Linked DNA regions of Drosophila melanogaster: region 2 is linked to region 1. Evidence: chromatin contacts called from public Hi-C data. All regions are on one chromosome and are shown on one strand. The core of a region is the stretch at or near the end of the contact, and the rest is flanking DNA. Distances in the headings are between cores, read along the strand shown.

Evidence for each region. A called contact is a pair of places that touch in the nucleus more often than the background predicts.
Region 2: a contact with region 1 is called in a Hi-C map of the Kc167 cell line, with 2.7 times the contacts expected there. A contact is called at or near these places in 3 of 107 Hi-C or Micro-C datasets (the Kc167 cell line and the ML-DmBG3-c2 cell line).

The regions. Positions count from the first base shown.
Region 1 is chr3L:9,845,608-9,848,523 of dm6, reverse strand. The region is part of intron 1 of RasGAP1 (Ras GTPase activating protein 1); the gene reads left to right. Among named protein-coding and RNA genes, the nearest start is that of RasGAP1, 8.2 kb to the left of the region's middle.
Region 2 is chr3L:10,370,865-10,373,956 of dm6, reverse strand. No RefSeq gene overlaps it. Among named protein-coding and RNA genes, the nearest start is that of mir-276a, 7.2 kb to the right of the region's middle.

The DNA.
Region 1 (2,916 bases), core at 289-2,788:
TTGAAAGAAACATGCCGCATGTTTATCATGATGTTTGCCTAGGGATCTTTATATACATATATATATATATCCAGTGGATTCCAGCGATCTGCTTAATTGGGCAGGTCACCCTTATTGGCCTCTGGGTAAACAATGTATAATTTTGAAACTTTCGATTGATAGAATAATAATACCTGATATGATTAGGTTTCTGGGGGGAATGGAAAATGCTTTGTAATTTCAAAAGTGATTTCAACAGCTTCCAGTTGATTTGATATGCCACACATGCTGGACTTTTTCCTTGTGATATAAAGAGATCGTGCGACTTCCGTTCTCAGGGTGGTGCAAAAAAAAATTCCATAGTGATCCTCCGGCCGAAATGTAAAAAAATCGATGAGCCAACTTCCGCTTGACTTTATCCATGCATAAACCTTCTGGCTTTTCCCAGTTCATCGAGCTCTGGTTCCGTTTATCGTGTTTGGCATATGTAAGATGATATATATATACACCCGATCCTCCTCCTCATCCCATCACTGCGACTGTGCATGGTGTGTTTGGTTTCTCAATGCATCTGAAGGTCGGATATAGGGGACGGACTACGACGAAACGTTGGAGCCCGGCGAGAAATTAATTCCATATCTAAGCGAAATGGCAAGTTCGAAATATGATTTCATCACCACTCCTGGTTGGGGGCTCGTTCGATTCCATGGAATTCGTTTTGCAATTTTCCCCTCTTATCGCTTCTGTATTCATTCCTTTTTATTTCAATGAATAAGCGAAATTCCGCCGATTATGTCATTAAATTTAGAAAAGTTTGCTTGCCTGTCTGCCGGTTTTGCATGGCTGTTCGCTAAAGATCGGCAAATAAAGTTAAGCTTTTTCAAGCCGAAAGTTTTATACCCTTTAGAAAATGCTTTGACTCACAAGCAACGTGTGGTATAGTTTGATATCAGATATTTTACAAACGTGCGGACAAAGTTATTATACCCAATGCAAGGGTATTTTAAACGAAAACGATTTGAGTAATAAAAACATTCAGTGGGACAGCCAATGACAAGGCAAAGCCATAAAAAAACACGCATAAATAAATTATATACGTCACAGAAACCAAAAATTTCAACACTTTTTTCTGGCCGGGTTTCCCCCGTTCAACTTCCTCTTTCTACCATAGATTTACTACCACTATTATTTTATGAATGAAGTTTACTGTTTTTTTTTTGCTCCAACTCTCTTGTTTTTCGTCATTTGCCGTTTTGTTGTTTCCGTTTGTTTGCTTTTTGCCTCTTCGATTGCTTTGCTTTAATTTACTTTGCTTATAAAATGTGCTACTGTCTGTGGGGTTTTTCATTCATGAAAAGAAATAAAAACACACAGGCGTATGTAGGAAAAAGAAAACGTATGTCTTTGTTATCGCAAAAAGGCAAAAAGCGAAGCGTGAGTGTGAAACTGTGCGATTGTGATTGTGAAAAGTGGCGTTGTTTTGCCAACACACATACGCAACGTATAACCCCATTGATAATAGTCGCGAGGTGATAGCCACATACACAAATGGCGAATCGAAGCTATATAGCCTCACCTCCCACTCATACACACACACACACACACGCGGTACACCGCCCAGCTGTGTCAACAGGGGCGGAAAACGGGCGGGGCCATCCGGTCCTCAGCTTAGAAGGTCTTTTTTTTAAGCTGCAATTCATTCTTTTCGATGCTAGGAAGCTCTACCCCAAATGTATCCTAAAAAGTGTAAGATTCGCAGATTTGAAATGGGTATTTGATAGCCGAGCCATATTTCATGTTTACAGACTAACCACAAGTCAGCACTAGAGTAATTCGCTATTAGGAATGTAGAAGCGAGCTATTTGAACATCTGAAACGATCTTGAATGTTTTTATAGTATACAATTTTGTGATATTTGCGTAAATAAACCGAATGAATGAATAAGGTATGATAACCAAGTTGCTAATCATGGAAGTTTGTGAATAGCGGGCAAACCCAAATTTGGCCACAACGGATACAAATACAGATACAGATACAGATACAAATACAGATACAGATACAGATACAGATACAGATACAGATACAAATACAGTTACAGATACAGATACAAATACAGATACAGATACAGATTTCGGCTTTTACACACAGATACGGCACACGCACTTCGGCATTGGTGTGCGTGCACTTATTATATTTCCGCTTGACTGCCGCTAATTTCTTTCATTGAGCAACTTTATAGTACTTGCCTTGTGGGTAGGCCGGCGCCTTCACCCTTTTGCGCTTATCAAGGCCTTGCCGTTTATTATCAACGCCGCTTACAATCCACTCGGTCTAGCCAAGCGCCAGCCACTTGCGAACTATATATGTACGTATGTATTTGTTGTGTCCCCCAGGTGGCGGAGCATCCATAAACCAATGCCGTCGACCACCAGCCAGCCATCGGTTCACAATACTAAACACATATGGGCTATATAGACTATAGGCATTGAAGCACTCGCACAGGAAGTCACGTCCGCTGTCCATCCGTATTCGGAAATCAAAAGAGCCCGCTGGAATATATATGTATGGTGTAATGCGCGATTGATTGTGATTGTGATTTTACATCCCCAAACCAGCAAAAGTTGGCAGGTGTCAAGGCCAAACAGCTGCTGATACGAAATTGGAGGGGATAATCTTATATTAATTTATGCTAATGAATGCTTGATAGCTGTTAACAGTATTTCCGGTTGGGAGAAAGTGTGTGATTGGGCCATTAGAAATTCTCGTAATGAGGCTATTGGCTTTCAATTTTTAAAGCCTTCTTTCGCCATTAATAGATGGCTACTTCTTCTACTGTTTTTGGTTAGAAACTTATCTAGGCGCAAATATAAACTGATTTAAATGCTTTAATGCAAGATTAAACCGAATACTACTCTAAGACCACTTGCGCTAATCACT
Region 2 (3,092 bases), core at 172-2,671, 530 kb before region 1:
ATTTTGTTGACATGTTGTTTCCAAGCGCCTTGGTGAAGTGATTTAGTGCGTTCATATGCCAAATCTTCCGGTTATATGTATATTGCTAGGTGAAACGAAATAGCAAACGAGGTTGGAACCAATAAATGATACTTGGATTTTATTGTTTTTGTGGGAATCACACAATTATTTTATTTGTCTTCGATTGGTTTCTATGGTTAGTGTTCTACCTAATTGAAATACCAGTTATTTTACTTAATATTATTTTTTATTGTACTATATTTTTATTGTAATACAGTTTTATAGACAATCCTTGGCACTCTTACTCACTAAAATAATACACTATCAATCGAAGATCATTAAACCCGAATTGTTCTTCCCCTTATTACCAATTTTTCTCTTTATCTTGACTGTTATTAGGGTGCTGACGACACAGTGCCTGCCAAAATTAGCCAACGCCAGTCATAAATTAGCCAAATGAACAGGAAAAAAATACAGTTTGTTAGCCACAAGCAGCAAATTAATGAAGCTCCAGCAACAACACTGAAGACTTTCGTATCTGCCATTAATTTCTTTTTGTGAAATATCTTTTTTAGCAGGGAAATGAAATGTCTTTATATCAAAAGTCAAGTGTTATCTGATTGAACAATTAATTAGTATGGATTTTTCGTGTTTGCTTACTCACTGCCTACTTAGTCACATTTATGGCTTGCGTTGTTTTATTTTGGCAAACATTTTAGCATAGATAAGGATCTGCCGGCAAAAGCTTAAAATTAATTCAACGTTTAAAATGAAATCGTGAATATTTTTTATGACAATTCGTTTTTAGGGTGTGATGATGTGCGACAGCCGTTCTATGTCATCAACAGAACTTTTCCAGACGCACGTGTCTTGTGCCAAATAAACTAACTAACAAAATATACAACTAAAAAACAACGAAATCGAAAACGCAAAAACTGGAAACATTAAAGCATTGAAATATTTGTGTATAACCGTTTCCTCGATTCCGCTAAGTGGTCCGGCAACTTGTCAGCGTGATAACAAATTCAATAAAATCAAATTAAATACTCAACAAAAATGCTAATCACCGACTAGAGATTCACCCCGCCTCCTTCATTCGAAAAGGAGAAATTGCCTAGGTGATATAGGTGTTTTTCTACCTCCTTTGAGTGGTAAAAAAATATGGTAAATTAAAAACATGCGGAGGAATAAACAACAAACTTGGTAGTAGGCGCAAGGTAAAATGAAGAAAAAACACCTAAATTTAGTTAGGTGTGGCATTTCAAATGGTTCGACGCCTCTCAAAGTGACGCGTAGCCAGGTTGTTCCTGTACTTTTTTTTTCTTTTTTATAAATATATGTATATATACTTATTTTTTTAGTTGTCGATTTCGTTGCTGCTTGGCTGATTTCCCCTTAAGGTCTGCGACGCAGACTCAGACTTCGACTTAAGGAAGACTTGGATTATGAACGACTGAAATATGCAAATTTATCTACAAAGTCTCCACACACGAACATCCACATCCACATAATTCTATATATACATACATATATATAAATTTATACAGCATTTTGTTGCTGCTATATTTTTCACTCATATATTTTTCTTAAATTTGCATAAAAAGGGTTTGAGTAGCTAAACGAACAGCAACAGGCAACGACAACAACTATAGAGTGTGAGATTGGGATGACGGTGTCGATGACCAAGTCTCTGTCATGGGGTCACCATTAACTTATCTCTATAAAAAAAAACATACTGGGAATAAAATAATCGAATGAAAGTATTAATTATATATGGAAAACTTAATTATACAGCAACCAAAGGAGATAAGAGATGTATGTGCTTAAAATGTGATTAATGATTTTAGTTTCAGCTAAGTTAAATCACAATATTTCGCATTATAAATATATTCCTTTTTGCAATTTGCTGCCATTGAATATAATAATATAAAATGATCTTATTTATGTGTCTAGCTGTTCTTCACTTGAGTAACTCTGCATTTAAAAAAATATGTCTTCACTTATAATGAGTTTACTTATATGGTTACATTTAAAACGTAATCTGTTGGAAATTGAAAATAATTAGAATAGCGTGTAGTGTAAGTCTAATCAACTTCAAAAGTGGTTTCCTTTCGCGCCATTCGATATCTTTGCATTTAACTAATCCCGCCGGTCACTGAATTACATATCTAATTTATGCAAATGCCATTATGGATATATGCCTTATAGATTGCAGATTATGGCGATCGTTTACTTATCTAAATGGCATTTGACAAGATGCAGGAGCGGCATCCATTTGCTGACGCAGATATCATGTTCATAGTATATTTTATTTCGATGGCAATGATGATGGGAAATCTTGCGGGAAAAGAGGGTCTAAAGCTATGTACACCTGTTGCCGCCAGCCAGTGCGTTTGATGTAGGAAGCAGAAATTTACTTCCTGGTTTGGTCGTCGTCGTTCGTTCTTCTGGGTTCATTGGCATTTGAGCATTTGAGTCACATGTGGCTCACGTCCTGTGTCCTGTGCATCCGCACCTTCCTTTCAGAACCACCGGTTCCATCGGTTCCTCAACTAAGCCTGTCATCTGGGCTCTTTATTTCATTTTATTTTTTAGCCGAAGCCAAAGACAAAAGACGTTTGAGGTTGATGACACCCAGTGGCGGCTAAAAAAACAGCGAAGCCCATAGAGGTTGGCTTTTACAGTTGCTTGAACTAGTTCTGCCTCCCTCTTGCGCCGCTCCCTCTCACTCCCTCCCAGTGCGATAAAGGCACGTGGCCAGAACCAACAGAAGTTTAAAAAAAAAGGGGCGCAACTTTTTCGGCCAACTGCGTGGATTGCATAAGAGCCACTGGACCTTGCACACTCAGAAAAAAAAGAACAACTGATACACCTTCCTAATTTAAAACAAATCCTCGATTTGTTAAATATCAAATGAAAGAAAAAATAAAATATAAATATAGCAATAAAGGCATGGCTATAAAATATTCTGAAGTATCAATTAAAAAGGTGTTTTAAGCCTGATTTAAAAATGAAATAAGAAATGATTAAAACTCCTTAAATTTAAGTGTAAGCCTGGAAGCTTGCCAGATTCTCTCTGTTGTCGGCCGTTT